Linked DNA regions of Mus musculus: region 2 is linked to region 1. The links are chromatin contacts, called in public HiChIP or PLAC-seq maps. All regions are on one chromosome and are shown on one strand. Each heading gives the region's core, a stretch centred on a gene start, on an enhancer-like site or on the middle of the called end of the contact. The rest is flanking DNA. Distances are from core to core; before and after follow the strand shown. Region 1 has its middle 22 kb from the start of Anxa4. Region 2 overlaps Aak1 (AP2 associated kinase 1).

The links. HiChIP or PLAC-seq counts read pairs in DNA pulled down with a chosen protein or histone mark.
Region 2: a contact with region 1 is called in an H3K27ac HiChIP or PLAC-seq map of heart atrium, with 12 times the contacts expected there. The contact joins two enhancer-like sites. A contact is called at or near these places in 2 of 39 promoter capture datasets (the C10 cell line and embryonic stem cells), 11 of 15 datasets of contacts at CTCF or cohesin (CD8 T cells, the G1E-ER4 cell line, the NIH/3T3 cell line and 6 more), 252 of 484 Hi-C or Micro-C datasets (the 4T1 cell line, the AML12 cell line, the AtT-20 cell line and 138 more), 56 of 115 datasets of contacts at active chromatin or transcription factors (the 230-238 cell line, CD4 single positive thymocytes, CD8 T cells and 40 more) and 5 of 9 other capture datasets (adipose tissue, embryonic stem cells, liver and 2 more).

What each region holds. Positions count from the first base shown.
Region 1 is chr6:86,812,685-86,819,316 of GRCm38.p6, forward strand. No RefSeq gene overlaps it. Among named protein-coding and RNA genes, the nearest start is that of Anxa4, 22 kb to the left of the region's middle. Within about 2 kb of position 2,422, at least 56 of the 459 cell types and tissues checked have an H3K27ac peak or open chromatin away from gene starts, as enhancers often do. A contact at or near this core is called in cerebellar granule neurons, cerebellum and heart atrium, where this site is marked.
Region 2 is chr6:86,915,801-86,922,432 of GRCm38.p6, forward strand. All of the region lies in intron 1 of Aak1 (AP2 associated kinase 1), which reads left to right. Among named protein-coding and RNA genes, the nearest start is that of Aak1, 70 kb to the left of the region's middle. Within about 2 kb of position 2,526, at least 36 of the 459 cell types and tissues checked have an H3K27ac peak or open chromatin away from gene starts, as enhancers often do. A contact at or near this core is called in cerebellar granule neurons, cerebellum and heart atrium, where this site is marked.

The DNA of each region.
Region 1 (6,632 bases), core at 1,172-3,671:
TGAATTAGCCATGTGAAGGTTAGGAAGTGCCCCAGCCATTGAGCTGTTTTAGGCACATCGCAATATAAAGGCTGTGTGTGTGTCTTTCATTTGGAAACCCAGAACATTGGGGCAGGTATCAAGGAACGCACTGCTGCAAGGATCATTTTGAGAATTTAATTGGGACTGCTACAGTCCCTTGTGTCTATTTAATTCTCTTTTCTTTTTCTCCTCCCCCTCCTTTTGTTCTTCCTCCTCCTTCCTTCCCCACTCTTTCTTTCTCTTTTCTTCCTTTGAGATAGGACCTCATGTAGCACATGCTCTTGAATTCTCTTTGTAGCCCCAGATGAACTTGAACTTCTGATCCTCCTGTCTCTACTTGCCAAGTGATGGCATGATAGGTGTTAATCAGCATGCATGTCTTACTGCAGTTTTCTCAAGCTCCCCAGAAGCTGTTGATATTTGTCACTTGGTCATTGCATCATCCTCGTAGAGGAGGAGCCATGACACAAAGTCAGTAAAATTAGGGACTGGTGAGATAGATGACTCAGTGGTTAAAAGCGTTGGCTGCTCTTTCTGAGGACCCAAGTTCAATTCTCAGCACTTACACGGCAGCTCACAACTGTCTGTAACTTCAATTGCAGAACACCTGTCGCCTGCACACAGGCATACATGCAGGCAAAATATCAATGCACAGAAAAATAAACAAATCCTTTTAAAATTTTTTCAAAAATGTAGTAAAAACAAATAGCAACATGCAGCAGGGGGCGCTGTAGAAAAGCCCTTAGCAGATCAGGACAAACTCTGCTGTGGTTCTGAACCTGGACTCTGGACAGGCTCACCATCTGGCCAGGTGTCTCAAGCCCCTCTGGGTCAGGAGCCTGGCTATTGACTGGGCTCGGGCTGAACCCTGACAGCCTCACAGGCAAATTTGCCACAAATGAAGAGCCCCAGCGTGAGCAGTCTCCCTGCACTCCCTGCCAACAGGCAGCACAAGTTCAAGGGAGTCCAGCTGGATTCCTGGCTCTGCCTGGGTCACAGGGAGCAAGGTGCTGAGGTCAGATGCAGCCTGTGGCTCAAGGGGTGACGACACAGGAGCATCAAGGGGCACACTACAGGTGGCTTCAATAACTCAAATTATTCTAGATTTCTCTCGTTCTCCTTCGAAGAAAAAAGTAGTTAGGTCTCCAGGGAAGTCATTAGCAAAAACTAAGTAAAAAACAGAATCATAGAGTGGTATTGTAAACTGGACCTCTGCATCATATATGCCACGGTGCTGGAGAAGGCTGGAGTCTCAGTCACACTCCTGCTCAGAGGCCCCCATGGCCTGTCTTAGGCTGTCCTCTGCTGTGGTTATATTTGGACCTGAAGTCCTGTGTGGGTCTCAGGTACTCACAGCACCCTTCCATTTTCTAACAACAGGACAATCCCTTCCAGAGAAGCTCAGTTCTCTACTGCATGCCCACCATAGCCCATTTGTGGGTCCACCCTGACCCCAGCCCTGGGCATGCCTAACACAGTCCATTTGTGTATCCACACTGGGCACCATGTCCACCATGGGACAAGAAAGACTCAGGCTCCATGAGGTGGCCAAACGTGAAGAGAAGAGCCTCTAAAAGTGTGCCAGGAATGTCATCTATATCCAGGATCTGCTGTCTTGAAAACCCTAGGCAGACACTACCCACTGGGCACTGCTGTGGGACAGAGGTGCAGACCATTTCTATCCACCCGTTCTCTCCTGGAAGACAGGCTGTGAGGTTGTCCCTGCATCAGAACTCCCTTCTGTTGGTCCTATGCAAAGTACACACCCAGGTCTTTGTGTTTGTGATAGTTTGAAGGTAAAGTGACTCCCCCATGCCCTTGAAGACTTACAAAGCCTCCTGGTTTTGAACACTTAGTCCCAGCTGCTGGAGCTGTTTTGGAACTCTGTGGAATCTTAGGAGGTAGAGTCTGGCTGGAGGAAGTGGATAGTCCAGGCCCACTTCCTGTCCACCTTCTGCTTCCAGATGCAACATGACCAATGGCCTTATACTTCTGTTGCCAAGCCTTCCTGTCATGGTAGACTATACAACCTTTAAACTGTAAGCCAAAGTAAGCGTCCTATAAATCTGGTTCATTGGTCTATAACCCAGACTTTGGAGGTAGAGGCGGGAGGATCAGGAATCCCAGATCATAGGAGTTCATAGGTCATAAGAGTTCAAGGCCAGCCTGTGTTACATGAGATCTTGTCAAAGAAAGAGGAGGAGGGGTAGAAGAGAAGGAAGAGAAAATTAACAATTCTTAAGTTGCTTCTTGAGACATTTGGTCTCAGCTTTGGAAAAAAAAAAAAGTAACCAATACAATATTCCCTTTCAGGAATGTGGGTTTGGGAACAGCGGGAAGCTGACCCCTATAGCTGTGTTCTGTGGGTGTCCTGTGGCTACAGCCTGCACAGAACAGATGGTGAAAAGGAAGGCCTGCATTTTCAGGAATTTTACAAACAGCTCCACTGTGTCAGGAGCCTCAAATCCACTCTGGTGCAGTGTTTATGCCACGAAGGAGGGCTCACGGAAAGCTCAGGGCCCTTCCCCAGGCTCAGAGAAATCAATCATCATTGCCAGCAATGAGCAACCATTGACCTGGGCATATCCTTACATGAATGGCTTCTTCCCAAGGGAGAATGAGTAACGGGAGTGAGAGACGGACCTGGGTGTGTGGCACTGAAAGTGTTCCCCACTAGAAAGCAGGGTGAAGTTCTACTTATAAATACGTGGAAATGGCAAGATGGAGCCTCTCTGCATCCCTTCCCTTTTCTTTTGAATCTGACAATAATACTTACACAGGAAATTTCAGAAAGGAATGTAGGCGGCAGCAGAGCGTGGAAGCTGAGAGCAAGCTTTCAAAGCCTGACATCTGGGGCTGGGGTCCAACCCGCCAGGCTCTCCCTGTTCCGTGGTGGGTGGAGCCAGCTAATCGAATGGTGGTGTGCACCTGGGTGGAAGCCTGTTGCAGCTCTCCCAAGGATCTTAATTCCCTCTCCCGCTCCCTCCCCCCTCCCCCTCCCCCTCTCTCCCTCCTCTTTCCCCTCCCCTTCCTTTCCCCTCCCCTCCCCCACTCTGTGTCCGAGAGGGCCCAATTGCTGAGTGGAGTATTTGGAAGCCTGTTCACATACAGTGTCTTATTTTCCCTTTGCTGTGATAAGCACCTGGCAAAACAAGGGAGAAAGGGCGTGTTTCAGCTAACAGCTCCAGTCCATCACTCAGGAAGTCACAGGGCAGGAGCCGGACAGATTGTGTGGTCTGTACACCCATGGAGGCTAAGGTGCAGAGAGTGATGACAGCCTGTATCCCAGGCTAGAGATTGGCAGCCTCACAGTGGCCAGGTCTTCCCTCAATTCACCTAAAAAGGATAATGCCCCCAAGATACACTCAGAGGCCCATCTTCCAGGTGATTTTGTTTCTCACCAAGTTGACAACTGAGATTAAACAGTACATATAGTATGTAAGGTTCTCTACCAACATACCCAGATATCAACAAACAAACAAGAGAGGCAAGACAAGGGAATAAAGAGAAAAATAAATGGAGCCTGTCACAATTCCCATCTCTCGCCTTCCCATCCTTCTGTCTTCAGTAGCACCGTTTCTGTCTCTCTTCTCTCTCCTTGCTTGGCTAATTAATTCAACCTCCTAACACTTCCCAAACCAGAAGAGCTCCTGACACCATCTCCCACACCCCTCAAATCCTGTGTCTCTTCCTGATTTTTCCAATCTGTTCTCAAGTTCTCCTTCAGGGGAATGGCTCAAACAAACAAACAAACAAACAAAAATTAAAAGCTCAGAATTATCAAGGTCTAACGTATATTCTAAAAGTGCTCTCCTTTTAAATGCTCAAGTTTCATTCCAATAAATGTGTACAAGGCGTAAAACACAGAGACCCTTTTGAGACAGGATCTTGTTTAGCACGGGCTGTGTAGCCGAGGATAAGATAACCGTGCATTTCTAGTCTTCCTACACCTACAATTTGATTAGGCTTTATTTAGCTTATGTGCTAGCACACACTAGAGGAGGTCAGAGGACAACTTGCAGTTCTCTTCTTCTACCATGTGGGGGCCAAGATTGAATTTAGGTCATCAGGCTTAGTCCTAAACATTCTTCCCCAGGGAGCCTCCTTCCGGCTCCCATCTGAGATTGCAGGCATACCACAGCATGCCAGGTTTTATCTGGTGCAGGAGATCGAATCCAGGGCCTTCTGGACAAGCGCTGTGCCAGCTGCAGCTAGCGGCAGCCCTCAACGTTGATTTCATCTGAAGTTACCTCTTACCTCTTCCAGTCAAGTTCTTGCCTCCTCTCCTGATACTTGGGAATCAGCATCTACCTCCTCCTCCTCCTCCTTCTTCTTCGTTTTTTGAGACAGGGTTTCTCTGTGTAGCCCTGGCTGTCCTGGAACTCACTTTGTAGACCAGGCAGGCATCCACTTTCTTAAACCTTTTATAAAGTACCACAAGAGTGGAATGATGTCGTAGGTGCTCTTGGGGTCCAGCAGCCTTTGAGGTGTATCTTTTTGTGTCTGGAGCTCACTCATCTGTGTTGCTGAGCGGTCCCCCATTTTATAGACAGGTTTCACTTGTTTGTCCATTCACCCACTGATAAACATTTAAGCTGCTCTCAGTTTTGGGCTATTATGACTTATGCTATGATGCTATGACTATATGTAATCAGGTCTTTATACAGACATGTTGCTGTCATTGTGTGGCACAATAGGAAAGTTTAACATGATAAAACACTACAAGCTGTTTTACCCATGAGCTGTGTCAGTAATATGTTATTAGTTTAGAAAAATTTGACCTGGGCATGGCAAAACAGACCTTGAATCCCAGAACTCAGGATCTGAAACAAATAGATCAAGAGTTTGCTGTAAGTTTGAGGCAAGCCTGGGTTACATGGCAAGACCTGGAAGCAAACATTTAAAATAAGCTCATAAATGGGAGGCAATGGCTCAGTTAGGAGAGTATTTGCCATGCAAGCATGAGAATCTGCATTCACACTAGAACCTACAGAAAAAGCTGGGTGTCAGAGCACGCACTCAGTCCCAGGCTGGGCAAGCACAGGCAGGAGGATGCCAGCAGTGTCTCTGGCCAGTCAGATTCATTGATGAGCTCTAGGTCCCAGGAAGAGACTCTGGATGAAAAATCTAAGTAACAACACCTGAGGTTGACTTCTGCCCTCCAGACACACATAAAAAAGACACAGGCTGGCACACACGCACAAACACGTTAAATAAATAAATGCCATTCTAAGCAGGGCATGGTGGGCCATACAGTTAATCCCGGCTCTTGGGAAGCTGAAGGAGGTGGACCTCTCTCTGTGAGTTTCAGGTTAGCCTGGTCTACATAGTGAGACCCTGCCTCACTCACTCAATCAATCAATCAATTAATGAAAAAAAACTAATCTAATGATTGTGCAGTGTTACCTTATTGCTGTTCCAGGTGACTGATGGGGGCCTTATTTTTGTATATTTATTTGACTTGAGTATATTTTCTTTGGCAAACTACCCTCTCACCTTCTGCAGGTTTGTAGGGATCGTGATACTGAAGGAGTGTTGCAATAGAATCTGACTATGTAGTGCAGGCTGGCCTTGAACTTCTGACCCTCCTGCCTCAGGCTCCCTAGTGCTGGGATTGGGAGTTTGTACCATCACACCTGGCATCTGGTTTTTACCATTTTAAAAAGTGGGTTTGTTTCTCTTATGATTGACTGGCAAGAGTTCTGTATATAGACTTCATACATGTATGTGGATTTGTAGTAGTAGCACTCTAAACAAGTTACAACCTATTAAAAGAAAACTCACTTGGGAGGCAAAGGCTGGTGAATTTCTGAGTTCGAGGCCAGCCTGGTCTACAGAGTGAATTCCAGGACAGCCAGGGCTACACAGAGAAACCCTGTCTTGAAAAGAAAGAAAGAAAGAAAGAAAGAAAGAAAGAAAGAAAGAAAGAAAGAAAGAAAGAAAGAAAAGAAAGAAAGAAAACGAAAGAAAACTCAATGGTTTCTGGGAGACGGCTCAGCAGAGTCCTTCCTGCTCCTGCAGAGGCCCTGAGTTCAGTACCAAGCATCTGCATTGGGTGGATCACAGCCACCCACAACTCGATCTCCAGGGGATCCCCACATTCTCCTCTGGACCCTATGGGGACCGCATTCACACCTGTGCAAACCTACACACACTTATGTGTAATCAAAATTTAAATCTTTATAACAGTACTCATCTGTTTATGACTTGATGGAATACTTTACAGTTAGTTATCTAATGGTATTAAAATGTAAAGTCAGTATAAAAACTGCCCTTGATAAAATATCAAGCAGAGAATAAAAAGTAATACGATACTAAGAGACTGTGACAATAACTTGGGGATGTATTCCAAATACCACAGCAACACCATCTGCTGGCTAAGATTACAGCTGGTGCTTAAATTATATATGTTTTTCAAGATGTTTAAGAAGCGTGGTTTAGGGGAAAAAATGTCACAAAGAAGCAAATGGTGCCCACAGTCCCAACACAGGGGAGGCAGAGGCAGGTGGATCTCCACAGCTGCCAGAGCTGCACAGTGAGACAAAACACAGAAAGCAAAACACAGAAAAGGGGCTGGGGACGTAGCTCAGCCGGTAAAGCACTTGTGCAGC
Region 2 (6,632 bases), core at 1,276-3,775, 100 kb after region 1:
CATGGCTTCTGGCTTCTTTCTAGGTGTTTGCCAGTGGAATGACTCTTTCTCCGTGAGCTGAGGATGCCGAGGGACTGACCACGGGGCTGATGATTTCTTTTCCTTACCTGAAGTGGGCTTTCATTTCCAGCACAAGGGCTTTGTTGTTGTGTTTCTTTTGTTGTTTGTTTTGTTTTGTTTTGTTTGTTAGAAGGGATCATTTACAGACAAGGATGAGTGTGTCTTACTGTTTTTATGAGCCATACTGTGAGCTCACTGCCTGAGCAAGAAGGGTATAGACACCTTTGTCCCATGCTGTCCTAAGGTGCTGGGATGGACAGAGAAGTTGTTTCCTCTTTGGGAAACTTTATCATCTTTTCACAAAACAGACATTCTTGAGTCTAGCCCTTCTATCCCTTTTTATATTCTGAGAGAGTGGGAAGCTGGGACTAGGTAGAGATTCTGTTGTTGCTGTTTTGATTTGGGAGCTTTTACAGTGCTAGGCAGACAGGTTTTCTGACTGAGTATGTGAGCACTTGCTGTATGGCTGGCACAGGGCTGGTGACAAGGTGCCACAGTGAATCAGTCGTCATGTCTGCTCTTGGCAGTTTATAGTGTACAGAGGAAGAAGGGATCAGACCAGGAATTACCCATCTAAGTATTGAATTACACTTATATCCTAAAGAAAAAGATGCTGGCCACAACGTGGTACTGGTACCAGGGACAATCAGAGAGGTAAGTCAAGGAAAGAACTTCTAGAAACTTAAAGGGTAAGTAGGAACTAACGATGCCGAGAGAGAAGCATGTGCAAAGAGACTGTAGGCAGGCTGAAGTATGCACAGCACTGTGGAAGCAGGGAGGCTCCTACTGGGATAGGGCTATGTGACTAAGCACTGGCAGGCTGTAGTATCTAGAAGAAGCTAGGACATGTCTTTGAGCCTTCCAGCCATAGGCAGCAGGCAGTGTTTTCTCAAGGAGGGCTGAGATGCTAGCAAGGAGTTTCAGACGGATGAATGACATTCAGTATCTGTTTCCAGATCACCTAGCTGCAGTGGGAGAGTAGAGTATGGTTCTTCTGACCAGGAGAAGCAGCTGTGGATTTTAGTGAACAGAGAATATGACTGAACCAGTGTCTCCTCACCACTTTTTACATTTTCCACACAGCTAGTTTATAACAACAGAGCAGTGAAGGTGTAGCCAGGTAGCACAAGGAAGGCCCTCTCTCTATCATACTTAGCTGCTGGTAAGCCAGGCTAGTTTATTTTGGATCCTCACACAGAATTCTTTGATTTCTTCAGCTCTTCTTTTTTTGTTCTAAGCAGGCAGGTGCCTTTGGTAAAGGTGGTATTAGAGGAGGAATTTTTTTCAACCCCCTAAGGGAGCTTCCTGAACTGGAGATGTTCCTTGACCACTGCAGGCCTACAGAGGAAGAGGCATTTTGTTTCCATCGATCCTGTAGTTTGCCTGGGCTGTTGCTTGGTTGGGTTCTGAACCCCTGACAGTCTTGCCATTCTCTGGCCCCGTGCCCACAGCCCTGCTGGGAAGAGGGAGTTGAATACCTCAAGTGTCCCCATCTGGGTGTTCTTTCTGCTTGGGGAAAAGACTGCTTTGATATGTTCCCCAGAAGGACCTAGCACATGGTGATTTCAGGCTGAGGCGAGAGAGACTGACTTTAGAAAAACAAGCCCAAGTCTCCCCTGCAGTCAGTGCAGGCACTCACGTCACTGACCTTTTCTCCTGGGCGGGCTTTGCTGTGCTCTTGCCATCTGTTCTACAGCTTTAAAAATCATCACTCCTTCTTTGGAAACTTCTGGCAAAGTTGTCTTCAGTGTGAGTCAAGTGTGGATGGTGTTTGTTAGCTTCTTGGTCATCCCTGTGTGGGCTCAGAAACCCTGTGGACAGAACATGAAGTATGCTTGCCTAGAGGACTCTGCCACGATGGGTAACGGTTAGGTGGGGTTTTTAATACAGGGCTTCCTACCTCTCACACTCTTAGGAAGACAGAAGCATGACAGGGTATGTAGCTCAGTCTTAATCTGGAGCCCAACTTGATTAGGATTTAGGAGACTTTCCCCTCCTTTTAGCCTATTTGTCCTCCCAACCAATATTTTATCTATCTATCTATCTATCTATCTATCTATCTATCTATCTATCTATCTATCTATCTATCTATCTATCTATCTTTGCCTAGCATCTTTTGTAGAACTCTTACATAGGGAAAGGTTGAGCTGCTTTGCTTGACGCTAGGAAGGATGCTGTGTGCATCCAGTCAGATTTCCCTTCCCATGTCCACTGTAGAACCTCAGCATAAAACATTGACCTTGATCTCCATGTCTGCAGTTAAGGGAATGGAGGCCAGAGAAACAGTGGTGGGCCAGGCCACCCTTTCATAAGCCCTCAGCTGATGCACTTCCACCTCGGCTAGGTCTCCCCTCCTGACTCTTTCAAAGACTCCTATTTCCTGATTCTCTCTTGGGTAATTCAAAGAGGAGCTGCACCCACCAAGCACACTCACGATGTTTGCTGCTATTTAAAGGGAGGCATGCTTGCATTGAGAGCCAAGAGTACCGAATGGGCCTGCAGGACCCATTCCTCCTTTTGGAATCCCTGTTCCTTTGACCTTTGTCTTGTTGATCTTAAGCAGGTAAATGCCATTCTCAAAGGTGTAGATAGGATCTGGGTTAGAAAGGTAGGTTTCTTTTTATGTGCAAAAAATAAGCTGGTGCCATATGTCAGATTTTTATTGCCTAGAATTTTGGCCCTGCTTAAAAATAACAGCAAAACCTCTTTGGCAGCCACTCAAAAAACCCTGTCTGAAAGTCAGGATGGGCGTCTGTCCAGCTTCTCAGTTCACACTTCTCATGCCTGCCCGGTTGCACCCAGCATTGCTCAGATAACCTCAGGGCTCTCTGTCTGTTACCTTTCCTCCCTGAGTGCAGGTCACTGCAGTAGGATATCCTAGGCTGCTGCCACCTTCCATGATTCCGTGTCTGATGAAGTGGCAGTAGAGGTCCTGCCTCCACTGCAGTACTGTTTATGGGTGTCGACTGTCAGGATGAAGTCCCAGGAAGATTTTCTTTGTTGTCTTTGAAAAGTTTCTCTTTGACATTGTGATCTTTTGTTGGTATGAGCACTGAGAGATTTTGCTCCAAGATTATATAATTTTCCCAGCCACGTGGAGAGACTGTAATCCATGCCCTGTGTACTTCACTGGCCTTACAAACACAGAAGCAGGGCCATCAGTTCTGTCCTAGCTTGTATCAGACGGATGCCTGTATTACAAATTCTCATTACCAGCAGAGAGCTAGACACTTTTGGTGTCTTTATGTATTTGAGAAGTAGAGGACCTCGTTGTGTCATTAATTTCTTTAGCACCTCCTTGAATCTGTGCTGATTGAAGCCTTTCTCAGGAAAGTATTAGGAAAGCAACTCATGTTAGGGCTTTCAGTGATATAGGATATGTTAGAAAATGCAAATGAAAATCACAGTCAGATGAGGACACATGAAAATGAATAGCTACAATGAAAAGATCTGTAACCATGGGCTGAGGAGGACATGGAATTAAAACTTCCATATGGCTGATAATCACTGTGAGGGACCATTAGGGTGGTTAAACTTGTCATGTGGCTGAGGAATGACTACGTATATGAAAAAGGCCTTCCTTCTGTACAGATGTTTAATTTATAATAGCACAAAGCTAGAGACATTTGCATGTCCTTCCATAGTGGATGGGTAAACTATGGGCGTCTGTACAATGAAACAGTTGAAAAAAAAAAAAGCCCAAAATTGCTGATACCTGTAACAATGAGACTGAATCTAGAAATATGCAGTAGGAAAGAAGCCAGGCATGAGAGTCTAAGCTGTGTGATTCTATTTAGGCCAAGCAAAGCTCAGGTACAGAGAAACTAGAGCTCACATTGCAGGGTTTGAGGAAGAAGAGGAAAGAACGATCTGCAGAAGCCGCTCCCTGTTGTGATGGTTGTGGGAGTGCATGATGCTGTAAGGCCATTGTGATGTGTGTACAGTTGGTTTACAAAGAAAACCACAAATAGATGAGGGGTCTTGTGGAATTTCTTGCTAATTACCTCTGTGTTCTTGAATGGAGAACTTAATCCTTCTTTGTCTATTTTATGTAGGGGGAAATAGCCACATGGAAATTCTGGGTCTTTTCTGGCAAGAACTTGCTAACCAATATATACTCATGTATTGGAGTTTGCTTACAAGTATTCTTTTAAGGTTTGGAACATTTACTATGTTGTTTCCTGTCTCTGCATATCAGTAAGATGAAGGGTTTAGATTAGATCAGAGGCAGAATACTGGAAGCTCAGAGTCTGTAAAGTGTTTAGCTTCTGTAGTGATGTTATTTACCGTTAATATAAAATGTGACTTATTGCTTATGTTTAAATCTAGAGTTTTCAAATAAAATTTGGGTTTCCATTTTAGGTTTTTTAAATTTTTCTTTTCTCATTCATTCATTCATTCATTCATTCATTGACTCATTCATTTTGGGGAGGGACATGTGGAAGTCAGAGGACAACTGTAGGAATCAGCTCTTTCCTTCCTTTTTGTAGGTGACAGCGATTGTACTCATTTGGTCAGGCTTAGTTTTGGATACCTTTACCAGCTGAGCCATCTCTGGCCCTGTATCTCCTCACCTTTAGAAATTAACATTGCTGATTGGAGTGGTGGTAGTGGTGGTGGGGATGGGAGTAGCTCACTTGGTACAGTGCTTCCTGTGTAAACATGAAGATCAGAGTTAAATCCCCAGCTCCCATATAAAAATCCAGGCATGGTGGGGCATGCTTGTAATCCCAGCATTAGGGAAGGAAAGATGGTAGGGTTCTGGGGGCCCCGTGGGCCAGATTTAGCCTAGTTGGCAAACTCCACCCAGTGAGAGACCCTGTGTTACAAAGCAAGGCAAGCAGCTCCTGCAGAACCACATCTAAGATTGCCTCTGGTTCCCACATGCACATGCGTGGACATTATCCATGTGCCTGCATGCGATGGCAGCCCTCACAGCCATTTGTACTTCGTTTTCCATGATCTCTGCCACACTTTTCTACTCTCTATGGTAAAAATTAAGAGGGAAATGAATTCAGTATTGAATTTTCACTATGTGGTAAGCATTGTTTTAAGGTGAGATGATCTGGTGGGTGGAGGAACCGACCACATAGACACAGTACTAAACTCACAATGAGTTACAAATAGTAACTTCTGTTCTGGTCAAAAATTAAAAACGAAAGTGGCTGCCAGGCAGTGGTGGTACAAGCCTTTAATCCCAGTACTGGGGAAACAGAGGCACATGGGTCTCTGTGAGTTTAAGGCCAGCATGGTCTAAAGAGCAAGTTCCAAGAAAGCCAGGGCTACACAGAGAAACCCTGTCTCAAAAACAAACAAACCAATAACAAACAAACAAACAAAAAACCAAAACTGGGTGTTATATTTCACACATATAAACCCCAGAACTCAGAAGGCTGAGGCAGGAGGATTACTATGAGTTTGAAGCCTGCCTGGGCTACAAGAGGAATTTTGGGTCAGACTAGACTAGAGTGAGTAGCCTGCTTCAACAAATAACTAGAAATTGAGGACAAGAAAGGTACAATGTTGGGAGATATGAAAGAAGTATATTATATGATGTGTGGTTGTGCCATAGTGAAACTCACTCTTCTGTAAGTTAATATAGATTGATATAAAAAATAGACCAGAGTGCTGTATATTTGAGGGAAAATAGAAGACTATATGATTCTTTTTGTAAATTACATCAATGCCCACATTCTTAAGAGTTTGTCAAGTGTGACAGTATGAAAGTTACCCTCCTGCCTCTTCTGCTTTACTTCACAGATGGAGCCCCTTTCCCTTGGGAAGTAAGAGCAGCACAGGCCACATGCGTTCTTACTCTGTCTGAAGCATCCTCAGTTGGCTTTGGAGACTGAGAGTTGTTCCCCTGATCCATTGGGGAGGGGGGAGGGGGCCGTGCTGGGGAAGTGCTGCCTGCTACCTTTCCTTCTCGCCTAGTAGTTCACTCCATTTGTTCCACAGTGCACTGTGAGTGGCTGTCACTGTTAGAATGACAAATCTTACTAGGTTTTGATTTTGATCTTATAGTTGATTCTTTTCCATTTACACATGGACCCTTTTATAGGCATAGGTGCTTAATAGTATGGCTCTGACTCTGTTGGGTATAGTGATCCTTTGCTTTGCTCTAAGAGTTATCATGATTGTAGGTATTGCAGATCTGGTCTGGCCTGCTGAGTTTTCAGCCCTAGCTGGAGAGGTCATGTTTCTGCAGCACTGCTCCCATCTGGTGGCCGTTATCTCTCATTGCAACTGCATGGCCTGCTTCAGAACGGAGTGGCTTGTCCTCCGGGATGTTAGGCACCACACCTTAAAATGCCTTTAAAATACAAATTCTTGCGAGTGGGAACATTCATCAACTCTTTTTTTTTTTTTTTTAAAGATTTATTTATTTATTATATGTAAGTACACTGTAGCTGTCTTCAGACACACCAGAAGAGGGCATCAGATCTCATTACGGGTGGTTGTGAGCCACCATGTGGTTGCTGGGATTTGAACTTCGGACCTTCGGAAGAGCAGTCGGGTGCTCTTACCCACTGAGCCATCTCACCAGCCCCCCATTCATCAACTCTTTAGGC